Linked DNA regions of Macaca mulatta: region 1 is linked to region 2. A link is a contact called in public Hi-C data. All regions are on one chromosome and are shown on one strand. The core of a region is the stretch at or near the end of the contact, and the rest is flanking DNA. Distances in the headings are between cores, read along the strand shown.

Region 1 (5,622 bases), core at 1,764-4,263, 130 kb before region 2:
CTGCCTATCTTGAGATACTTGAGTCATTTACAACTTTACACCTTTCAAAACAGTTTGAAGATGCACAGCTTCCTACAAGCTAATTATGTGATTATTTCCTAAAGATACATTTCTACAAGTGGAATTACAGGGTCAAAGGATGTGCATATATTCCAATGGACCTTGTACCAGTGTATACTCCCACCAGCAGTTTGAGAGTGCTCCTCCCCTGACACCCTCACCCTCACTAAGGCGTGGGAGTGAGGTAGATTTTCTATGTGTATCCCAACAACACTCTCTATGGTTCCATAAAGGCCCCACCTTAACCAACCTTATAAAGGAAATCTGATACAAGCACTAAAACTTATTCTTTCTTATTATTCCAAAGTTGTAACTGTTTACTTACATGAATACCAGAACTGGCCAAGAGGACATTTTTCTGTCAAATACCCCAAGGACCCTAAAATAAAATTGGTCCTCTTTGTATGTCTCCAGAATACATCTCAGCACTTTTTGGTTCAAAAGGTCTCTCATTTCCATCCTCTCCTTACCATTCCCATGGCCACTAGTAAAACTTCACAACTTTATTATCTCATGCCTGGACTAACTTGTGGTAGCTTCCTGTTTTTTCCAATCTCCAGTCACCACTCCTATCCCCACCCCAGCTTGGACTCCTGTTGCACATAAATCTACCATATCGTTTTCCTTTCATCTTGTCATTCCTCTGATCACAAAAGGCCTTGATGTCTCCCAGGGGTGGATGCAGTAATATTCACACACCCCAGTTTAGCAGTTAGGGGTGCTCCATGAATAGGACTCACCTTTACCGCCTGACTCTCTCTGTCATCACTACCCTCCCTACACTTACCATTCCAGCAGGTCAGCACTTCTCTCTGGAGAAGGATTCCCATCTCCATGCCTTTCTTTTCATCCCTCCTCCTGTCTTGAGTGCCCTTCTGACTTTTTGTATCCTGTCCTTCAAACCCAGCTTACTTAAGAGTTCTCCTTTGTAAAACTTTCCTTGCGCACTGTTGCCTGCAGCTGTTTCTGCTGCCTCTAAGCATTGATGGTCTCCTGGGTTTGTTAATATCTCTTTGTTTTAGTTTCCATATATCTTACCTTTCCAAACAGATCATAAACTGAAGGACAAGGACAATGTCTTTTTTTTCTGCTGCTTAAAACACAACTTTATTGATGGAACACAAGTCTTAGATTAACAAATATAAACTAATATAAAAGTGTAGCTTATTCATGATGTATAACTAATTCATTGTCAGTTTAGGTAGAGGAAAGAGTAAAAATATCTCAATCTAGGTAATAAGATCAAATCAATAAATTCTTTCTGTGTACAAGTACTAATATTCCATTTGGCATCATTAAAATGGTTCATCCTCAACCCAACCATTAAAACCAACATCAGTCACTGTTATGATATATGATAGTCATTATTCCAAAATAGCAGCTGAAAAGATCTCTTTACCATATATTCACAATGAAAAACAAAGAATTTACAAAACACATCGTACCAAGTGCAAATACCTCAATACTCTTTGGGACAGACTCCAAATTAGAGTTTGGTTAATACTTTCAGGACTTTTACTTTCACCACCAGATCATTGTGATTTGCTAGTGCTTTGATTTTCTTAACACAAACTCCAGACTCTTTGAATAAGAAAAAAAGTGAACTTCTGCTGAATTCTTTCCTGGATGATGCAAGCCCTTCATTTTTTATGTTGTCATTTATATTCTCAAATAGGGTAAGGATATTAAGAAGAATCTCTCTATCCCATTCTTTATTAAAAAGGGAAATCAATTCTGATGGTACTTTACAACTGACCAGCTCTCTTGTCATGGCTGGATTTTCAGTAAAGTTTATAATTAGTTTCATAGTCTGTATCTTGGTGAAGTGATTTCCCAGGAATAACAAAGCAAAAAAGTCTGGAAAAGAATAGGAAAGCAAATGTTGGTAATGATTAGTCACAGTCATGTTGGTTAACAGTCTTAACCCAGCCATCTGCACAGCTGAGTCCAAGCGACAGACCATGGTGTCATCACACACTTGACTGATGTACGTCTTAATCTTACCCTGATTTTCTGCATTCACACTCAAGTTATTAAGGGCATTGTAAGTCTTTTCTCTAATTATGGGGTCTTTCGTTTTTATCAGTTTTGCAATAATTGGGACACCACCCAATTCACGTATGGCATTCTGGTTAAATGAATATGCTGCATTGTTACCCAGAGTGACCAAGGCTACTTCTTGAATAAAAGGATCATTTGTTCGCTCCAGTATGTTGAGGACCTTTTGAAGATCGGGAGCACTCAGAATATCATCAATTTTATAAGGAAAGTTGAACTTGCCTCGGCGGACAGGCCATGTTGTAGCTGGAGCCCTGGTGCTCTTACTTCGGGCCTTTCCCTTGGATTTTCCACTTGCCCTGCTCCCAGCCCTAGATCCACTCCTGGTAGGGTGGCAGCCTCCACCCCTGCCTCCTGGGCAGGGTAAACTCGGTGCAAGGGTCCTGTTCCCAGAGATGGTACCCACCCTAGCCCCTTTGCCTGCCTTTGCACTTGCCTGTTCCTTCAGCGTGTTGAAAAGGGCCTTGGCCTTGGCCTCTAGGCCACCTCCACTGTGGGATCCTGAATGGGCCTTCTCTTTTACACCTGGACAATCCTCGAGTCCCAAACTCACCTCAGGCTTGACCTTTGAATCACCCTGAAGTTTGGCCCCAGACCCTGCCCCAACGTTAGTTTTAGCTCCTTTCACAGTCTCAACCCCAGTCTCTGAGGTGTCCGTAGACTCCTCGTCTTCATCCCAGATTTTCTCGTTCTCGTCTCTTCCCCAGGCCAGTCTGTATACACAGTAGCAGGCACCAGCCCCGATAACCACACCAGCGGCCACGCAGCCAGCTTCCCGAGTGCGGCCCATGGTATAGCCGGGACAAATCTCTTAACCGGAGCACAGAACAGGCTCGCTCTGGCCCAGAGAAGCGCGAACACGTCGCGGGCGGAGTCTGCAGCTACTGCTGGCCGGCTCTGAGGCAGCTTGACCTAGGAATAAAGGATGCAGTTCAGATTTCAGGCTCCTCCTCCTTTTGTGTCTTTGCCACGCAAACAGACTGAAACAACGGCAAGACAAACAAACGTACAAAAATACAGATATATTGGCAAACTCGGGGCTTAATATCTAGATCACTGATTCCTTTCTTCCATCCGGAAGCTAAGTTTGGAAATTTTCCCCACTTCAAGACTGTCCAACCTCACGTTCCACCACGTCGCCCCAGAATGTTAAAGTTCCCTGCCATCCTGCCCTTCAGATGTCCTGGGAACAGTGGCGCCCCCACATGCACCCACAGAGGTCCAGGCAGTTTTTTCCTTCTCTTTCTTGCTTCCAAGGGCACTGCTTCGTGCAAACCTGCAGACAAGGACGCGAGGAGGGGGTGCCGAGAGCTAGGGGGACATACAGATATCACCCGGGACGGGACATACATCCCTCTTCTGAATTCCTAGCCCTTTACAACTGCCTTGCCCGATGTTTCCCGCCTTCGGTTGCCCTCCACTCCTCACCGAGGTGCGGCTTTGGAATTCATTGTCTCCCTTCCTCTTCCTCCTTCGATGATTCCTCTAACCCTCCATTCCACCTCCACCCCTACTCTTATCATTGGCATCCTCCGAAGATGTCGCCACACATTTTCATTGTTAACATTTTCCTTGTAACAAAATGAAGTGAGAATATCTAAAAGCCGGACTGGCGTGAAATGTGTAAAGGTCTCCAACTCTGTCCTTGCCTCCACCAACTCCTCCATCTCAAAGGTACCAGGACACCCCCACTCACCCCCCACCCCCGCCGTGTCGTTATACCAACTACCTCTGCTCGGGAGCAATTTCTTACCTCCCTTACCTCAGTTTCTGCTTCCACTAAACCTTCAAGACTAACAAACTTCAGAAGTGAGTGCTTGGTCGACGGACCAACACCAAGGACACTGTACCTCAAACAGTAATTTGGAGTAACGTCCTCCCAACCCCTGGACTCTCTTGACGCCCACCCCTTCTCAGCTATTTGCTTCCCTGTCTTGTACCTGCAGAGCAATTTATTTTGCAAGATCCGAAATTGTGTAGGGAAGAAGGGAAGAAGGGAGATGTGGAGGGGGTCCACGGGCCCACTCGAGTTGCAGTCGCCACCATGCTCCACCCCCAAATAATGCCATCACCCTTATTATGACCTACTTGGTTCTTGACAACTTTGCGTTTCTTCCTGCTCCAAGGGTTGGACTGGCCTCTGGCCCCAAGATCTGCAGACACAAGCAACAAGGCAGAAACTGATGGCTCAGCGGACAGAAAAGCACTTCGGAGAGTCCCAACATCCGCTTTTCCTAATTCAGGGTCCTGGCTGTCAACGGAGTTTACCTTTTTGTCTGTCACCCTACCCTCACTTCTCTGGACTCGGCTGACACCAGCCCTCCCGCTACGTAGTGTTCCCCCACCCCCGGTCCCCGCCTCCGGCCCTCCCTCCCGCAGCCCCAGCGGTCGGCCATTTTCCCAGCAAAAACCACACCCCTTTCAAACCACTGGAAGCGGGGCGGGGCGGGGCGAGGGGGGAATATGGAAAATACGAGGAGGAAAACAAAACCAACCGATCTCTTCTATCCCTCTCCCCAATGCACCCTACCCGCAATGACAAGCACTTTTCCTGCAGGCACTGTTACATCCTTTTTTCCTAAAGGAAAAAAAATGGCAGGAAGATTGCTTGAGAGTCGGTAAAGGGCCCAAGTTAAGGCAAGGACCTCAGTCATCCCAGTCCTTCCGGGGGCCGCGGAACAGCCCCAGCTTTACACTGACCTGCAGGGATTCCAGGCAGACTATTCCTTTGTTCCCAAATGGCACAGCGCCCTACTGAAAGAAAAGGGGAATGACTGTCAGACAGACGCACAGCCCCAAGATTCTGGCTTGGTAGATGGACCAGCACACAGGATACGAATCCGAATATCTGCCCTCCCTGATTCAAGGCCCTGGATGTTAAAGGTCCCACCACGCCCGAGTCTGGGGTCGCCCCTGGAATCCGGCCCCAAGGTCCACCATTTTTGTTCTAGAAAGGGACAGGAATACTGCAAGGGTTTGGAGAAAGCGAACTGCTCCCCCTTCGGCCTCCACCCTTCACTGCCCGCGCCGCAGGGATCCCCTGGCAACGCCCATCCACACACAAACCTGCTGGGATCCAGGCAGTAACCTCGTCCTCCTTCCCCCAGGCCACAGGCCCTCTCGCCCTCTGGGCGATAGGGAGAGTGCAACCGGACCAAACGAAGACTAAGATTAGAAGGACGTCTGCACGCGTCGGCTCCAGCTCACGTGAGGGCCACGTCAACCGTGAGATCAGGACCCCAATTACCACTCCCATCAGCAGTGCCGCAGAAGCCGGCCCTCCCCTTCCTTCCCTGACACATCAGGTCCTGCCACTCATTTTCCTCTTTGCCAATCCCGGAGACCAGAAGTAGCTTCCGTTTGTGGTTGGAATTTGCCTTTCTTTGGCTTACAGGGAGAGGCTGTATCTGCTCCCGTGTCCGTTGGCCTTTTCTTCCTCTTCGAGGAATAATTTTTTATCTTCTCTCGTCTCAGTCCAACTGTCTCTCTCTATACCTCCCCCCA
Region 2 (6,499 bases), core at 2,775-5,274:
GACCAGGGTAGGCCCCTGACCTTCACCACGAACCCCTCCCTGCCTTCCGTGCTCAGCATCATGGTGACTGTTGGGCTCTTGGTGGCAAGTTTGGCTCAATGCAATTTTAGTGTAGCTGAAAAAAAAAATTAGAAGACTACTGTCATGGAAAAATGCCCGTGATATAGTAAGATAAAAAAGCAAACTATTAATAGAAAATTCAACTATGCTGACAGCTTTTCTGTAAGATGTCTGTATAAACAAAGAGTTCACCAAATTTTTAACTCATTCATTTTTTAAGTTATTTATTCAATGCCTATTACATGTTGGATACCATTAAAAATTAATAGCAATCGGCCGGGTGTGGTGGCTCACGCCTGTAATCCCAGCACTTTGGGAGGCTGAGGCGGGTGTACCACCTGAGGTCAGTAGTACCACCTGAGGTCAGGCGGGTGTACCACCTAGAGGTCAGAGACCAGCCTGGCCAACATGGTGAAACCCTGTCTCTACTAAAAATACAAAAAATTGGCTGGGCGTGGTGGCAGGCGCCTGTAATCCCAGCTACTTGGGAGGCTGAGGCAGGAAAACCACTTTTATGTACCCAGGAGGTGGAGGTGAGCCGAGATCACGCCACTGCACTCCAGCATGGGCCACCAGAGCGAAACTAAGTCTCAAAAAATAAATAAATAAATAAAATAACATCAACAAATCAGTGGGATAGGTCAACAAATAAAAGATAGCTATATCTGAATATACACACATAAAAAACTTCACTAGATCAAAAGATTAAACAACAATTAAAACATTAAAACACAAACAAAACACAGGTTATATACGTTCTTTATATAATCTCCTTATATACAAATGTATGCAAATCAATAAAATCAGGGAAATATTTGGGCTTCAGAGATAAATGAAAAAAAGACATTATTGGGAATTCACACATTCATTTTAGAAATATTTTTTAGTTGCCATGTCCAATACTCAGCTCTGGCATACAAGAATCAATAAGCCCAGAAAGGGCTTATGATCCTACAGGAGCACCAAATATCATTATTAAAGATGTAAATGCAAATATACATTATACTTGCCATGACCCTCTGGGTGGGGTATAAGCATAGTATCAAGGAGGGACTAGTTGATCAGTTCTATTGGTTGGAGGTCAAATGGTTAAATGAAACAGACTAACCTGCCCAGGGATCCATAAACGATTTTTTAAAATTATGATAAAGCACAAATAGGAGAGGGAAAAGCAAGAGAAAAGGCTGGCAAGGCATAGATCAGATCCCAAAGACTTTTATGCAGTGCTTAGTTAAGACTGCATAAAAAAACTGGAAAAATAACATGGAAAATCCATAAACCTACCACTCAGAGTAACCACTAATATGTTCATTCTAACTTAAAAAAATCCCAGTGCAGCAAATTTAAAGAATTAAAACTGTATAGAAGTATATACACACTATATACACTAAGCACCTTTTAAGACTTTTAAACCGGGGAGTTTGTGGGGTGACTTCACCAAAACTCTTTCAGACAGATCACCCCGGCAACAGTGTGGTACTCAGAGGTGGAACTAGGGAGATTAGTTAGAACTTGTCTCTTAAATATACGTTAAAGGAATCGCCTAAGGCAACAGGAGTAAAATGGAGAAAAGCTATATCTACACATACCAAAAAAAGTGGAATCTGCGGGACTTGATAACAGATTAAGTATGAGAGAATACAGGTATAGGAGGATACAGGAGAGCAATCTGGGAAATGTTCAAATTTAATCAATCTTCCAGTAAGTTAAAACCAGAACTAATCATTATTTTTCACCCATCAAGATTATGGAAATTAAACGGTGACAGTAAATCAGTGCTATGCAGAGTTCACAAACTAATAATACACTACTAGAGGAGTGGTAATTGATATAAACTATTTCCTTTTTGATAAATCCCACTATATCCTGAAAGCAATTTGATAATATGTATCACGCCTTTTGACAGCAAATACATTTCAGTTATGTGCCCTAAGGAGATGATCTGAAATTCAGACAAAGATTTATGGAGCTATATATTCTTTGAAAAGTACTTTATTAAGAAAACTGGAATATTATGCATTTAATTTTAAAAGTTACAAAAATATTTAATAACATGAGAAATTACTTATGCTATAATTATAAGTGACCCAAGAGCACAGCTGCTTTACAATCTCAACTATGTACAAAATACATATTCCCATACCCTTTGACACTGCTAGAATCCTTCCAGGAATCTAGTCAACAGAAATACTTAGGAATGTTCCTTGCAGCACTGTTAGTAAAGGCAGAACATTGGAAAGCTAAATAGCCATCATTAGAGGAATGGCTGAATGAATTATACCTTATCCTTAAAATGGAATGCAATGCAGCCATTTAAAAAAAAATCTATCTGCCTTGACCCAGAAAGATCTCCAAAATACACTAAATGAAAGAACATACATAGTATGATCCTACTTATAGTAAAAGATTAGCATGCATGTATATACGTATGTAAATAAATAAAAGAAGATCTGGAAGCAAACTTGTTTTTGAGAGAACTGAAGGGTAGGGGGAGTGAAGTGGGCTTTTCGCTTTTTACCCTATATACTTCTATACAGTTTTAATTCTTTAAATTTGCTGTACTGGGATTTTTTTTAAGTTAGAAAGAACATATTAGTGGTTACTCTGAGTGGTAGGTTAATGGATTTTCCATGTTATTTTTCCAATTTTTTTATGCAGTCTTAAATTTCTACAGAAATAATTACTTTTACTTCAGCAAAAAAGCAACATAAAACAAATTAAAATGTTTGCATTTCTGGGATTTGGTATAGGAAATTTTATAAAATTGTCCAATTTTGAATGTGGATGGTTATCTGATATGGTCTGTGAGCATTGGGCCTCTTGGAAACAAAGTACAAAGTGTAATAACGGCCATAAAACTACACTGAGGAAACGATTTAACATTTACTGATTGCATATTAAGTGCCTAGCAGACTGCATCTGCAGTGATAACAGTTTTCCTATTAACCATCCTAAGGTCTCAGTGACAGATTTACAGGCTGTTTTTTATTACATTTTGTACAATTTTTTTTTTTTTTTTTTTTTTTTTTTGGCTTGCCTTATCCCTGGGATAACCCGTCCCATTTAATTCCCTGCACCACTCTATCCCTTAAGAGCCCTTCTGTAGGGGCAGAGAGGTTCTACTTCATTACTGCGTCTCCTGGGAAGGCCATCAGGACTGCTGGCTCAAGTGGGAACCAGGACTCTTTGTGAGTTAAGAATTTGTGTATTTATATGCGTGTTACACACATTTTTTTAAAAACTGTAACGAGATAAGGTTGAGTAGTCGTCTCTGGGTGGTGAATTACGTGTATTTTTAAATTTTATACTACATTGTTATTTTTCAAATGTTCGAAATTGAGTATGTAGATTGTTGTTATCAGCAGAAAAATAAACATTATTCGAATACTCAATTCAGTAAAGTAATTTATTGGGCGCCTTTGTCAAGCACGCATTTGCCTAGATGTGACTCTACAGATAAAATTCACTTGGGGCCTCCCCCTACAGACAATCAGGCAGTGGAGACTGAGTGCCTGAAGAGATAGACCAGCACTCAGACCACTATTTTCAGTATCTGTTTTTCTTAACTCAGGGCTGTGGTTTTCAAACCTTTTTCGCCTTACGGTCACCCTTAGGGGTCCCCCGAGACCGGCCCAGACAGACAGATATACAAAAACACATACACAGTCATGAGCGTCCACCATTTCCCCACCAGGCGCAGCACAGGCGGCTTCCCGGCACTGAGATGGGGGGGAGGAGGGAAGAGAGCGCGAGGGGGGAGGGGAAAGCAGAGAACGAAAGAGGCGGAGGCGGCCCCCGAACCCCGCTTTGGTCTTCATCATCACCACCCCTGGGTCCCCAGTTCCCACCCACACACCAACCTCTAACGATACCGGGTAATTTTCCTCCTTCTTCCCTCAAACGGCTATAGCGAGACGGTAGACGACGACCAGAACTACTTCTGCTCACGTAAGCGAGTAATCACGTGAGCGCCTACGTCATGTGAGATCTCGGTCACGTGAGCAACTCTCGGCTTAAACTCGGGATCACTAAGGTGCCGCACTTCCTTCTGGTATGGAAATAGGGCGGGTCAATATCAAGAAAGAAAGAGGGTGATTGGTTAGCGGAACGTCTTACGTGACTGATTATTGGTCTACCTCTGGGGATAACCGTCCCAGTTGCCGGAGAAACAGTAACGTCATTATTTAATAAGTAATTGGTGATTGGTCCTCCCCTGAGGTTAAACTTAAAAGCCTAGGTTACCCGCGGAAATCTATGCTGTCTGATCACTGTGACAATGCAGCTGAGGAACCCAGAAATGCATCTGGGCTGCGCGCTTGCGCTTCTCTTCCTGGCCCTCGTTTCCTGGGACATCCCTGGGGCCAGAGCACTGGACAATGGATTGGCCAGGACGCCTACCATGGGCTGGCTGCACTGGGAGCGCTTCATGTGCAACCTTGACTGCCAGGAAGAGCCAGATTCCTGCATCAGGTATCAGATATTGGGTACTCCCTTCCCTTTGCTTTTCCATGTGTTTGGGTGTGTTTGGGGAACTGGAGGGTCTCAACAGGAACAGTTGAGCCCGAGGGAGCGCTCCCCGACCCGACTCTGCGCTGCTTTTTTATCCCCAGCAAACTGTCTCGAATCGGGACTAGCCCTAAACTTTCTCTGTGTGATGGGATGGGGGTCCGGCCAGCAGCCCCTGTTTGTTTCTCTCTCTCTCTCTCTCTCTCTCTCTCTCTCTCTCTCTCCTCCCCCCCCCCCCCCCCGCCTTCTCTTTCTCTTTCTCTTCCTCTTCTCTCCTCTCTCTATCTCTCTCTCCCTGCCCGGTTCTCCTTTTTCACTGCTCCTTGCAGAGCAGGGCCACCCCATAGGCAGTGTGCCCAAAGTAGCCCTGCCCGGTTCTATTCAGACCCTTCTTGTGAACGTTTGTTCTTCCTCTGCCGGATGCTAACCGTGAGAACATCTAGGATGGGTAGGAGGGATCGGGGACTAAGATTCGTGCCATTTTTTCTCCTTTTGGGGTCGTGGATTTCTCGGCAGTATCTCGAGAGAGTTAGAGAGACCCTAAGGTCGCTGAGATCTCTCCCACCTCGCCTATGAGCGTGGCATCAGGCTGGAAGGTTGACATGGAGGAACTTTATACATTTACACGTTTGGGTGAGGGTTGAGGCTGAATTAGATAGGTATTGAACGTGTCTGACCCTCACAATCCTTATCTGTAAATTGGGATTACAACCTTTTAATTTCAGGGAGCTGACAAAAAAGATCTGAAAAATAGTTCTTATCTCACACAGGTGAACTTTCAAGGAGATAACCTATTTAAAGTACATAGCACAGCGCTTGACCATTCAATTGCGCGTACAGAGCAAATGTTCCCTAACCTGGAATCGATGGGAAAATGAATGTAAACCTACAAATCTGAATGAATATGTGTATTTTTCTGGAGAGAGGATATTTACTTTCTTCAGATTCTCAAAGGGCTCTGTGACTTTAAAAAGGTTAGGAATCACTGATAGATATTGGTAAAAAGGTGGCAGTCACAGTACATTTCTGTGTTCATAAGTTATTCCTATGAATATCTTTACAGATAAAGTCAGGATGTTGGTCAGACCTCACAGAAGAAATTGGCCTTCTAAGTTTCATGTGACCCTGTGGTACAGTATGTGTGGCAATTTTGCCCGTCACGGGTTTTTTTTTTAGTGGTATTTGCATCTGATTAGAAAACTAATGCATGATCATTGCAAAAAATGTAGATAAAGAAGAGCAAAATGAAAATAAAGATTTCCCCCCACCATTCCACCACCCGGAAATAATCATGATTAAAATGTTAATATACAACCTTGCAATTGTTTTCTATATAAATGAAAACATAGATTTCTTTTTTTCATTATATTCCATAAAAAAATGGATCATGTTTATGTCATGTTTGGCTAATGACAAGACCCTGGCACCCAGCCTGGGCTCAAATTCTGCCTCATTGTTACTTAACCCTGTGACATTGGGTAAATTACACTTTTTTTTTTTTTTTTGAGATGGAGTCTCGCTCACACCATTCTCCTGCCTCAGCCTCCCGAGTAGCTGGGACTACAGGCGCCCGCCACCACACCTGGCTCATTTTTTTTTTTTTTTTTTTTTTTTTTTTTTGTATTTTTTAGTACAGATGTGGTTTCACCATGTTAGCCAGGATGGTCTCCATCTCCTGACCTCGTGATCCGCCCACCTCAGCCTCCCAAAGTGCTAGTGCTGGGATTATAGGCGTGAGCCACTGCACCCGGCCTTAGTTTTTTTTGTTTGTTTGTTTGTTGTTTTTTGTTTTTTTTTTTTTGAGAGGGAGTTTCACTCTGTCACCCAGGTTGGAGTGCAGTGGCGTGATCTCTGTTCAGTGCAAACTCCACCTCCCGGATTTAAGCAATTCTCCTGTCTTAGCCTCCCGAGTGGCTAGGATTACAGGCACGCC

What was found. Hi-C and Micro-C count contacts between places; a contact is called where the count stands out from the background.
Region 1: a contact with region 2 is called in a Hi-C map of fetal cortex germinal zone, with 4 times the contacts expected there. The contact joins the promoter of ARMCX1 here to the promoter of HNRNPH2 in region 2. A contact is called at or near these places in 2 of 14 Hi-C or Micro-C datasets (fetal cortex germinal zone and liver).

Annotation. Positions count from the first base shown.
Region 1 is chrX:108,426,703-108,432,324 of T2T-MMU8v2.0, reverse strand. ARMCX1 (armadillo repeat containing X-linked 1) reads right to left here and starts at 3,013. Exons shown (of 1, transcript NM_001261106.1): 1 at 1,149-3,013. The coding sequence starts at 2,908. The coding sequence ends at 1,547.
Region 2 is chrX:108,296,868-108,303,366 of T2T-MMU8v2.0, reverse strand. HNRNPH2 (heterogeneous nuclear ribonucleoprotein H2) reads right to left here and starts at 4,024. Exons shown (of 2, transcript NM_001193993.2): 1 at 3,917-4,024; 2 at 1-115. The coding sequence starts at 62. It overlaps GLA (galactosidase alpha), which reads left to right and starts at 4,234. Exons shown (of 9, transcript XM_077989197.1): 1 at 4,234-4,530. The coding sequence starts at 4,337.